Regions from separate parts of the Anas platyrhynchos genome. Here region 1 is linked to region 2. Evidence: chromatin contacts called from public Hi-C data. All regions are on one chromosome and are shown on one strand. The core of a region is the stretch at or near the end of the contact, and the rest is flanking DNA. Distances in the headings are between cores, read along the strand shown. Region 1 overlaps DLG5 (discs large MAGUK scaffold protein 5). Region 2 holds the start of DLG5 (discs large MAGUK scaffold protein 5).

Region 1 (6,330 bases), core at 1,810-4,309, 51 kb after region 2:
TGATTTGTAGGGTATGCTGAAGTCAGCTCTAGTGCCAGTGTGCCAGACTGGCGCAAGGGACCGTTCCTGTTGATGTTCAGGAGTAGATGACGTAGGCAAAATGGTGCAAGTATTCAGGAGATGTGCATTTTGGATTTCTGTTTGTTTTTTTTTTTTCCAAAGAGTAGTATAGTTTTAAGTTCCTAGTGTCAGGTTAATCTCAGTCTCAGTTTCTTGCTGTACAGCATGTATTCTGTACAGTATCAGCTACCACACTTTATAGCATTGTCTGAAACCTCCATAAATGTAACATTACAGAGAGAGAGATGCTAATTACTGAGTCACTTAATTCCAGCTACTTAGGAGGAACCGAGTGATAGTTCCTCTGAGTATTAAGTTACTGGGAATTTATGTGAATACCATATGTACAATGTATCTTGAGTTCTTTACCTTACCTTGATATACTCAAACTGAATAAACAGTCCAGACTAGAAGTGTTGTATTTTTGAAGTATGCTCTTAAAATATGTGAAGTTATTTTTACTCTTGCTGTATTCCAGCAGATTTTTTTTGGACCTGTAAGGAAGGTTGGAAGGCTTGTTCTGACTCATTTCCTGTAGATGATGTAACATCAGCCCAAGGCCACCCTGCTTATACTTCAGCATGAAATTGTCAAATTTGTTTGCTACAGGAGGTAGTAACACAATGTCTTAATAAGTTTCTGTGCCTATATGGATTATCTACCTGACTTCCCATTTTTTTTTTCTTATTTTTTTATTTTACGGGCTCCTTTGTCCCTTTTTATGGTAGGCAGGTAAGCCATTGCTCTGACTTGCGTTCTTTGAAAAAAAAAAGTCTCTATGAATTTATTTAGTCTATGCTACAAGAGTTTTGAAACCCAGTGTCCAGTAATACGCTGTTGACCTAAGCAATGTTTTGCCGTGACAGGATTATAGTTTCTGGAATCAAGCCATTATTTAAATATCTCAGTAACGTAATATAACTTCGAAGTTTTCTTTTAATGCTTTCAAAAAAAAGTGATTCTTCGTCCCCGTCTTGCTGCACAGTGTTCTTATTTAATCTTTATTTTTTTGAGAAACATGTAAAGAAAAACAAGCAGTTACATTTGGGGGTCAGGCAATAGCTCTGAGGACATTCTGCTGCGTTATGCTTTTTTATGATGCATTTTGAATAGAATGGCATTACATTCTGTTTCATTTTTCAAAACTATACCAAGATATTAATGAGTGAATTTCCAGAATGGAACAGGCTCTCCATCTGCATTTCTATAATTTCCTTATTTCCATATCTAAATCTGAGTTGTTGTGATTGCAGCTGTCAATCTTGTATTCCCTGTACTCTTCATCATGTATTCAAGCCTCTGTCTTGCAGCTGAAACCATGCTATTATTCCAGCTGTTCAGTTCTTTGCAACTGGTATCACTCTTTTAGTCCTACGTGTTTTTTTTCTTACCCTGTTAGTATCACTGTGCTGCCTTTTACTAGGTGAATTTCCATTCCCGTCTGTAACAAACGCCATCATCGGCAATATCGTTTTATGACTTTCTCTTGTAGTCATCAGGTTCCATATGTCTGTCCCCACTGATCTCTTCCAAATTTGACTTGAACCAACAGTGTTTCCTTGCTTAACACTTTGTTAGCTTATCAGCCTGACAGGCTATTTACAGGTAGTTTTTCACTAATTGCAATTCAAGTGCTTAATCTGAGGCCCTTAATTCTTACTCCAAAGCAAACATTACACCCCTCCCATCTGATAATAATTCCTTCCCAACAAAGCATAGTCTTTCTTTTCACCATTTCACCTTGGCCATTTTGACAGCTGTCTCTTTATATTGATATTGTTTCTATTTATTGCCTCACACTTTGTACAGCTGTGCATAACAAAGTAATTGTTTTCAGTATTCATAGAAAGTGTTCAATTACAGGTGTGGTTTATGATACTCCTTCAAAGATAAACTCTATTTCATTGCTGGAAAATGTCATTTCCCTTCCCTTTGCTTCTCCTCCTTGGCAGTCAGCCTGTAGATCTCTTTTTTGTTGATGTTTTTTGGTTTTGTGCTAATGCAAACACAACCTTTACATTTGATAAAGACACCTGGACAGTTGTCACTTGTTCCTTTGTCAGCATGTGCTAATACAACACCTGCTGAAGAGTCACAAATGATGCAGAAAACTTAAGAATGCTTCCAGTACACCACATCAGGATCCTTTTGGGCATCCCAGACTTCAACCTTCTACCTCCATCCCAGTCATACTCTCTATTCAGAAGTCATTTTTTCTTGTGTGTAAAGTTTGACCTCAACAGTTGAGGCAAACCGCTTTTTATAGATTTAAATCCTATGTAATTTGCTTTTCCTTTGATCTGAGTAGTACATGTTGAGTTTACTGGAAGCATGGCTTATGAAATAACCACTCTCTTACACAAACTTAGAGTAACTTCACTCTCCTTTGATTTTCCTCTGTTTGGTTCATGAATCATACAGGTTATCCTTAATCTCTTTGCCTGATTTTCAATGTGTTTACGAATAAGCACCTTCTCTTAAGTACTAAGTTCTTTGAACAGCTTCATTGTATTCTCGCTGACTTATGGCATCCATTTCCTTGTAGCTATGGGTTAAAATGTAGTCATGCAGTGTTCTTTCAACTTCTGTCACTTCAGAAGTACTCAAGAATTGTTCAGTGGATGTGATGCTCTTTTTTAAAACTAGTAAAAACAAAAAAAAAGTTAACTTTGCTGATATGTAGTCTTGGGAGAGGAAGGATTTATTTTTATTTTTATTATTTTACATTGCCTGTAATAAATCAGTTTGAATTACTTCTTGGTCTCTTGAGGATTCTGCTTGAAAACCTGTAATTAGTATCTGACCACTTCATGCCATTTCACTCGCTGCAGTATCTTCTTAATGCTTGGCAGCTGACTTACGGAATTCCTGAAGATTCCATCTGTAATGATTTGAATGGGAATACAGCATGTGTGAATACCCATCTCCTGCACTCCAGACAGCACGTCTGGAACACGGTGTCTTTACTGCTCCCTGAGGCCCTTTATCAGTCTGTGCATTCAGGAAATCCTTTTGGTGTCAGCAATTTTCTTTGAGGACTGTAAAACAGTATGGTGGAACGATGCTCAGAACTCCCCTCAGGAAAAACCTCGAAGGGGTGAGTATTGGCAGGTCTCAGCCTTTTGGTCGGGGTGCAGTAGTTGACCCTAGCAGTTGCCCTGCTCAGGTTTGCATGGGGTTCTTGAGCCCAAGTTATGCTTTTGCTGTGTGGTTGTAAGCCTTACAAAGGGTTTGATCTTTCCCACAAGGGAGCTCTTAGCTGCTCTACTCCAGAAGCTTCAGCTGTATTTTCATGGTCATGGTACAGGTTTACAGATTCTATTCTCTGTTGTATTTTACTGAAGAAAAGTTCTGCAGGGAATTTTTGAACTGACATACCTGGTATTTTTTCTCCTTCCTTGTAATTACTGGGTATTAGATTGGGATTATCATTCATGTTGATCTTTCCAGAACCACTGCTCAGTGGTTCACTGCTTCAGATTCTTAAGTCTTAAGTTTATCTAAGCTGAAGTTTGTTTCATATTCTGGACAGTTGATTTATCTTGTTATATTCTGTATTAAAGCAAATACTGAAGTGTTTTATGTTCTTGTTCTTGCACGTTACATGATCTTTGCTGCTTTCATAACCTGTTAAATTTTCTGTCTGTCAGATGAAACTCTTTCCACTGTTCAGTATTGTGCTTTTCAGTTTCCCTTCCTCCATGCATTGTTGCTTGTTTTCATTAAAGTATTATTTCACTTGCAAGGCAGTTCTGATCCGTTATTTCAAGACCACTTCAAAAGATACACATGAGGAAATATATCTAAATGATAGCTTTTGTTATGTAATCCTATTCTAGTCCTTGTAAATTACTGAGAGCAAGTCAATATTTTAGCTGGTATTTTCCTACACCTGGCGTAGGTCTTCCTGAGCTTAGGGAGAAACCCTATTGGTCATACTTTGCAACACATCTTTTGTCTTGTTTTGCAAAATCTTTTAGTTTTATTAACATGTTCTTTCATGATTTACAAGGCCATAGAGAAATGATATTCTGACTATCCATGTTGTTTTTTTTTGGAATGAAAGCAGTGAGAAAGGCTCAGGTGTACCATGACTAGTCTGATTGCCTGCAAGCAAGAATTAGCACAAATTTGTAAGATGACGTGAAAAAGTCCAAGTAAAATTTGAAGCATTATGTTAGCTTATGGTAGATTGCCTTTTGAATTGGTTAACACTCATACAAGTGTATTCTCGGAGTAAATTAATGACTTTATCATAACTTAAAATATATTCATAGTATTTCTTAAAAACAAAGCAAACAAACAATAGTTGTTCATGCATTGGTACTCATTTTCCTACCTCAACATGCTCTTGTTTCAGTGTTACGCATCTTGGTCAGTTAAAAAAAAGCACAACAGTCATATTTCTCTTCATGTTGTGTGTTTCAAAGAATGCACTGCCCCACACCAAAATAATGGGGGTGACATGAAAATGAAGTTAACAGTGCTGTGGTTTCTGTATGGTTGTATTATCTCTTCAGTCATTGATGATTAGGAAAATCATCAATAATTTTATTTGGTATGTACCATGTTAATGGATCTTTATGATTTCTGTGAAGTCAGGTGTTTGAACTACAGTTAGGGAAGATACAATTGCTTCAGATTGAAATTTATGTATGTATGTATTTATTTATTTATTTATTTTTCAATGCAGCATATGTTGGGAAATCTGCTTTAGATTAAGTTCACGTGTACTCAGGACTTACTGCATATACTGCATTGGAGTCAAAACTTATTTTGTCCGTAACGCACACCCAGCGTAGGGCTGTTTCAGGTGTTAGTGGAGCACAGCTTACCTGGAGGCTGGCCAGCAAAGTGGCTTGCATACTGTTGTGTTCTCAGTGCCAAAGTGGACCTAACATCAGAAATGAGTTTTGAGGCTTACTGAAGCAGATGAATGAGTTGTACTTGGCAAGACACACAGTAAATCCTTTTTAACAAATGCAGGTTATCTGAGAAAGCAGGTAAGTTACTGTAAGGTGGCATCATTTGGATAATGGAAATTTAGCCTTTAGGCTTGTACATTTTAAGACCAGTTTGTCTAGTTAAAGAGCAGAAAGGAAGTACTGTTGCGTAAAATATGCAGTCAGATGGAAAAAGAATACAAAGCTGGAAGCACAGGTCGCTTTCCTTACACTGCATCAGGATGTCAGATGCAATAAAGGGCTTTTAGCATCTAGCTATAAAAGCCCTTTTGAAGGAAATGAAGAGTATTGAGTTTTTCTGATGAAAGAGAAGCTTACTGAAGCTTTTTGGGGTGTCCGCAAATTTGATTTAACATTGTTAGACGTTTTGTACAACTATTGAAAATGTAAGGTTGTGATTAAATTGAACAATGATATTCTTTTTGGACTTCTTCTAAGTTTAAGAAGGAGAATATATGAATTGCATTGATCTGAATTTTTATAGCACTTACATGTAAATCTTGGCTGGTATTAAACATTGACAATATCATCATTGAGTTTGACATGCAGGTATTTGTTGATGTGCATGTAAAAAGGGACGAGTCAATGAAAAAACAATTTCTGGTACTAAGATTAATGGTTTCACATTAGTCAAGAAAGCTTCTTTCCTAAGGCTAGCTAGCTTGTCTTTATGTAAAGCAGCCTTGCCTTGCTTGGCATAGCTTTGGGACTGAATTTGCCCAAGACCATGCAGCCTGTCAGTACTTGAATTAGAGTGTGTTTGTCTACCTTTTCACTTCTTTATGAAATGATCCTGCTCATGTCCAAACGGTTCCAAGTTAATATGCATTTTGACTTTTGCATTTGTTTTTTTCCCTATTTACTCCTTACATCATGAACCTAGGATAGTGCATGTTTATTATTTTTGGTTTCTGCATAATCTTTCCTTAAAAACTATGTAGAATGATTTCTGTTTTAGAAAATCAAAATAGTAAAAAGAAAGGAGATGTGTGTTTCAAGTGTGAGATCCTTGGCCCTCACAGAAGAAGGGTCTCCTGGGTGGAGGAGGGGACTATAGAATAGTGAGAGAAAAACTCAAATGCAGCTTCCATTTAGAATTCTTTATAGCAATGTAAATCTCTGTGTCTTTCTACCGAAGACAGGTTGTTCCTGCAGTTCTTTATTTCTTCATTTGCTATTAAATTGTTTGCATGCACTGTTTTGCAATAGCTAAAATTAAAAATTAAAATTAATATTAATTAGTTTATATAATTTTATATATATAAAATTAGTTTTATATAAATTTATATAAATTTATATATTTATA
Region 2 (6,450 bases), core at 1,746-4,245:
TCTAATGCCTAAGGCATACATTCCCAGTAGCCTAGTTTCCAAATCTCCAGTTTAGACAATCTAATGATCTTCTTTTTGTTAATTTGTCAGGTTGTCTTGAATCCAATTTTATACAAACACCCATGACATCCCCTGGCAGAGCTTTTAATTACAGAGCATATTTTAATTACGTTTCAAATAAATCCTTCCTTTTGTTAGTTTCAAGTAAGAAAAAAACCTTCCTGTCTTTGGGAACTGTGATAAATACAGGGTAAATCCTTGTATATTCTATGCAAGGCAGAGATGTGGATTTTCAGCCAAGCTTCTACAAGAAAAAAGGCAAGGCAGGCATTGCAGGCTCAGAAGACTGATGTTCTATTTGGAAGAGAAAACAGAGGACCCCGCCACACGTTTGGGAAAAGCAGGCGTAAATCGTCTGAGTAAATGCTTGTGAAAATGCACCTCTCTCCGGACTTCTGAAAGGAACTGGAGTTGCCTGAGTTCCCCGTGCCTGAATGCTGTTCTCTGTTACTGCAGCCTCCAGCAACCAGCACATATCTGCCCTAGTGCTGAGTCAGGCAGAGGACAAAAACCTACAATCGGTCTTTACGTTAAAGAGTTGAGGACTGCTTCATACATCTAAAGCGTGGCTCTGATCATAAGTGCCCTGTGATGGCATTTGGTGGTATGCTTATTTCTCCTACCAGGAAACTTTAGAAGCACATGTGCAACACAGGACTGTTGTTGAGTTTATAAAATCTCACACTGAATAACTGTGAAATAGTCAAATAATTTGTGCAATCTTTATTCAATCTTCTGGTGTATGTACCTTATGAAAGACTCCAGTGCCCTGATTCTCATCCTCAAGGGCACAAAAGGATACCTTCCACAGCAACTCTGACGACTGCTGTCTGTCTTGGCTGACTGACTGCAGATGGGGCTCCCTTCTTACCACTGGTTTCACTCCCATCTGCTTCTTTTTGCTGCGTTGAAAAAGAAATGGATGTAGACCACGATTAATTAGTATCTTTGTCATGTACCATTGCTTTACAGGCTTAAGTTTGTTGGAGAGAAATAGGCATATTTTGAGATAAAATCAAAGGGTCTAGGAAGAACACAGTTTGCAGGTATTGCAACATCAGTTGTTAACCAACATAGTTAATCTCTGTATATGTTACTTAGTAAAAGTGTTCCTAAGACAAACAGCAATGCAAAATTAGAAGAAAGGAATCTACAAGAGCGTAAGTAACAATGGATGAAACATGAAAAAACTTGTTTCAAAACCATGGCATATTGTCAAGTATCAAGAGGATTGTTTTGAATAATGACCTTCAAGGCAGAGAAAAATCCCCAAATCCCTTTACTCTATATCTGCCTCTTCTAAAAACAGCACTGGAATTCATATCATGATTATGCGCATAACCCAAGGCTGTTTTCACATCTGAGAGACACCATCTTCATCCGTTGAACTACATAATATAACTTGAAACACAGTGCAGCACCTGAATTCTCTGAATCAGTGTGTTATTAAAAAAAAATAACAAACAATTGCTTCCCGTTGTACCTCACTGACTCCAGCTTGGTAGCATACGGGGATTTGGCCAGGAGTCTGACTTTTGGACCAGTTCAGTTGCTCCTGGATGCAGTGAGTGGGGATAACGCAATTACTGGTAACACCCTGCCAAGTCATTAGTGCCACCGTTATCTTTGCAGGACATCAGAAACATACCTACAAGGCAAGAGGTCTTTTAGATAAAACGTCAGTTTCAGATTGTAAGTGGCTGTGGTCGTTCTGCAGTCTGTTCCCTCACTGTTTGGAAATTGAAGTGCTATTGATTCGTTGCAGGCTGCTTACCTTCGGACAGACGCTGTTACTCATTCTTTGCCAAACTTGCATCCCTCAGCTGCCGAGAATGGGATATTGGAAAATTACCTGGTCTCCAGTGATTTATGAAACAGATGAAATCACAGCTGGGGGAGATGAGCCATTTGTACTTACCTCCATGTACGCATTTATAACGTCTACATCTATACACATAGTATTTTCATCTATTGTTTGAAAACTCTCATTTTTCTACTTCCTCACGGACCAAGCTCCAACCGGGGCGGTACAATTTCGTGGCTTTTGGCCAAACCGGGCGCTTTTGGGGTACGTTTTGCTGGGATCCCGGGCCTCCTCCCCGCTCACGACCCAGGCTGGGCACCGGGAGCGCTGAGGGCTGCAGCGCGGCGGCGGCCCCACGAGATGGCGGTGCGCGCCCCGCACCGACCGGGCCGCCGGGGCGGGGCCGCCGGCACCCCCCGGCCCGCAGCGGGGCCTTTGTCTCGCCGCCGCCGCCTCCCTCGCAGCCTCGGGCCCGGTGCGGGGCGGCCCCCCCGGGCCTGCGGGTGCCCCGTGCTGCCCCCTCTGGGCGCAGAGCGCTGCCCGCGGCCGCCCGCCTCCTGCCGGAGCCCCCCCTCGGAGCGGCGGCTCGGGTCCTGCCCCGCCCGCGCCCCGCCTCCGCGCCCCCCTCCGCCACCCCCCGGCGGCCGGCGGGGACCCCCCGAGCGGCGGGCGGTGCTCGGCCGGGGCCGGGGCGGCCGCGGCGCTTCGCTGGTGGCGGCGGGCGGCGAGGAGCGGGCGGGCGGCGCCATGCATTGCCGCAGCCCCGTCTGGGCGCAGGCGGCAGCCTTGTGCAACCAACATGGCTGCGGGCGGCCGCGAATGAAAGGAGGCGCTTGGAGCTGAGGCCGTCTCCCCCCTCCTCCTCCTCCTCCTCCGCCGCCGCCACCACTCCTCCTCCTCCTCGCCCCGCGGCCCTGGGGCCGTGTGGCCTGCAGCGAGCGGGGCAGAGAAGTTGGCTGCGCCGCCCCGCAGCAGGCGGGGGTGCCGGCTGCCCGGGAGGCGGCGGTAGCAGCAGCAGCCCCGACCCCCTCCCGCGGCTCCCGCTGCCCCTTTCCCGGCGGGCAGCGGCAGGAGGAGGGGAAGAAGAAGGAGGAGAAGTTGTCTCGCCGCCCGGGGGGCGCCGGCTGCAGGACGAGGAGCGGCCGCCCCCCGTGCGCCGCAGGGAGGCAGCGGCAGAGCCGCCCTCGGCCCGGCCCGGCGCCGCTTCCCCGGGACGAAGTTCGGCGGCGGCGCCTCCCCGGGGCCGGGGGGCGAAGTTTGGCCGTCGGCCGCCATGGAGCCGAAGCACAAGGAGCTGCTCGCCCAGTGCCGCCAGAGCCTGGCGCAGGCCATGACCGAGGTGGACAAGGTGGTGGAGCTGCTGGAGGCCGCCGGCGCCCTCGGCCCCCGCGACCTGCGCGACCTGGAGGCGGCGGGCGGCGGCAAGGCCGAGCTGCTCATCGCCCTGCTGCTGGCCAAGGAGCGGGACCACTTCCAGGACCTGCGGGTGGCCCTGGAGAAGACGCAGCCCCACCTGCTCTCCATCCTCTACCTCAACGGCGCGCCCGGGACGGCGGCGGCGGCCGAGGAGACGGCGGGTGAGCGGGGCGGGGGGCGCGGGCACGGCCCGGGACCAGGAGGAGGAGGAGGAGGGAGGGCGAGCGGCTGCCCCCGCCCAGCCCCGCCGGGCAGAGCGGGCCCCTCGGGGCTGGAGGTGGGGACGAGCCCCGAAGTCCTGCTCCGCCGGGTGCTCAGGCTGCGAACCCCTGTTTGGGGCGCTGTGCTGCGGGGGGTCCCGCGGTTGCTGCGGGCTGTGCTGCTCGGGGGTGAGCTGGGAGGAGGAGAGCTGGGTGTAACTGCACGCCCAGGTGAGAGGAGTTCAGCGGGAACCTTCCTCGGAAGCTGGGCTTTGGCCCAGGGGTCTTCCCTTCCCTCCTTTCTGCACACCACAGTCTGCTTTTCTTGGGATGGTATCAAGCTTCAGAAGAAAAACAAAACAACAACGAAAAAGAGGGGGTAATCCTCAAGTCCAGCAGTGTTTCTAGATGAGAAATACTGAAATTGAACTAAATAATAAATCTGCGTTTAAATCCGTAGATAAGGAAATATATGTTTGTCCAGGGGATGTGCAGGCATCCTCTTGTAGCGTGCGTACAAGCCGAGTGATTAAGAAGAACGTTGTGTTTTTGTTTTTTTTTTTTGCTGTTACCAGACTTGGGAATTGCAGGATGACTACCTGGTTACATAAGGAACTGCTTTGGGAGGGCTTCTTGACCCTTACAGGCTATAGGACTTGGTCAAAAAAATGTAATTCTTCAGAGCTGCTTCTGTCAGGAAAATGGTGCTTCTGTGCGCACTTGCACCGTGTGATCTGCCCCTATTTGAGTTATGCTGTTGATGGTAATAGTTTGCCAAATAGAAAAACGCGTCAGGGTCTTCTGTTTTGTTTCATATCCATGTGTTAATAGTGTATGGCCTTGTCTAATGAATATATGGCGGGACCTCACAGGAGAGGGAAAACAGACTAAACAATGGACCTCAACACTTCTGGCATTATGTGGTCTGACATCAATGGGCGATGAGGGCACTGCTGCTTTTCAGAAATGGGACCCATGATGTTTCTGTATGATTAGATTAATGCTGGGGCTTGTCTTGTTGAGAACACATATTAATTGTACTGGTCTACCAGTGTTCCCCAGCCTTTTAAGCAGAGGTGTAAAATGTGAATGCCAAGAAAAAAATGCAGTGTATGTTGTACTTTGTAATACTTCTTATTTTTTATATGAAAGAATTGCAGAATGTCGCAACACTGAGCTCATAAGGAAAATGTAGTTTAATTAGCAAAACTAACCATATCCTTCTTGACTGAATGTGGTCCTGAGGATCATCTGAATTCTATTAACATCTGCATGGGGAAGGATGGTCCCCCGACAGGGTGGTTTTCATTACTACCGATAAATGAAAGCAAAAGAAGAGCTAACTTTGAGGGCTCTGTTTTATTTTGCTTTGCAATAAACATGTCTACAAATGAGTATGCAGAAAATAGCTACCAGTGAGTGAGCTTAGGGATAAGCTGTCATGCATGTATGAAGGTAGGGGACCCGAGCCTTCAAAGACTGTCCTATGTATTTCGGCATTACTTGTCTGAGGAGGTCTCATGGTAAGTAGTCATGAGACTGCTTGTGTGAGCACCGAATGCCTCTGAAGAATCACAGCTGCTGTGTGAGTTCATCCTGAATATGTTATGTGAAGGGTTAATGTTTGAGGGTAAGTGCAGTAGAAGGGTTCTTGTTTGAACCTGTATTCAGATGTAACCAGGTTTTATTGTAGTGTCTCCCTGTAGGAAGTCTGACCACCCGTCTTCTCTTGTCTTGCCACTTAGGATTTTTACTTCTTTTCACTGTGGATGCTGAAGGCGGATGAGTCAAGCTGCGTTTTGTTCTTTGGGTGTAGTAGCAAACTGTAAACATAGTAGTAAGAAATGCTGTTGGATTCTGGTTTTAAAATACTCGAGAGAAACAGTCCTCAGCATGTATTACGTAAAGAGGGGAAAAAAACAACAACAAACACCTCCATCTTAAATACCCCTTTAACTGAATTTGTCTGGCTGAATTAAGTTTTAGGATTACCATTAGTATATGGAATATGACAGTTTGCAGTGGCATACTTGTGTAAAGGACACCTCCTGAATGCCTGTTGTAGGTGAAAATGATTTACAACTGATACTGTAGCAGTACTTGTTAATTCCTTTCTTCCATCCGATGTTGCTGTGAAAGAAAGGGGAAGGTAGTCAGCAACGTAATTTGGTTCAGAGATGGAGAATTCAAATGTAGTCTGTTTATGACACAAGTGAGAGAGTTGTTCTCCTTACGCTTCCATGTATGTGGTTAGGCTTGCATTTTCTCTTTGTTTTTCGGTTGCAATCACTGTGTTTTCTTCTGTCTCATTTTTAATATAATCTCCTTTCAGATTTGAAATGTAACGTGAACTGTGATGGAAATGTAGGCTGTTGTTTATATCAACAGCTCTTGTGGCTGGCTGGACAATGTATAGCTGACACTTTTATAAGTATTTATCTACACAACAGGAAAGGAAGTCAACAGCTGTTCTGAGGGCTAAAGGGAAAGAATTGGGGTACTAGTATCTGTTGGAAGACCTCAAGTGTGGATAAGTGTAGTGAGGTTACAAGGGGCTTGCTTTCTTTGTAGAATTTTCCCCAGTCCCATCCCTGTTTAAATATCTTTGTCCTTTATAGTAGTTTCTACTTGCTTGTGTTAAATATAAAACTTTGTAGTGGTTTGATGACAGTTTTTATAATAAAATGTGTATTTTTAAGCTTGTTTATTTCTACTTTGAGAATACTGTGCTTCAACAGTGTCAGTCAACAGTGTGTAAAACCGAAAGGGCAACTACTTTTCATCAAAGCAAAAAATAAACAGAGTACTGTTAGCTGTGTTTTCCGTAGTCATGTTTATAGATGGCATTCAGTTCTTCCGTGAATAATACGTTTGGTTATTATGTTACAGTTCTGTGCAAGTGTTTTTGTGAGAAATGGGCTCTGTCCATTTCAAAGTGAATGCTTTGCTGATTTAAAATCTTCCAGTGCT

Evidence for each region. Hi-C and Micro-C count contacts between places; a contact is called where the count stands out from the background.
Region 1: a contact with region 2 is called in a Hi-C map of F5 follicle, with 2.8 times the contacts expected there. The contact joins the enhancer-like site here to the promoter of DLG5 in region 2. A contact is called at or near these places in 6 of 8 Hi-C or Micro-C datasets (F1 follicle, F5 follicle, liver and 2 more).

The regions. Positions count from the first base shown.
Region 1 is chr6:16,899,287-16,905,616 of IASCAAS_PekinDuck_T2T, forward strand. All of the region lies in intron 2 of DLG5 (discs large MAGUK scaffold protein 5), which reads left to right. Among named protein-coding and RNA genes, the nearest start is that of DLG5, 51 kb to the left of the region's middle. Within about 2 kb of position 3,060, at least 2 of the 8 cell types and tissues checked have an H3K27ac peak or open chromatin away from gene starts, as enhancers often do. A contact at or near this core is called in F5 follicle, where this site is marked.
Region 2 is chr6:16,848,470-16,854,919 of IASCAAS_PekinDuck_T2T, forward strand. DLG5 (discs large MAGUK scaffold protein 5) reads left to right here and starts at 2,996. Exons shown (of 33, transcript XM_038181721.2): 1 at 2,996-3,441. The coding sequence starts at 3,138.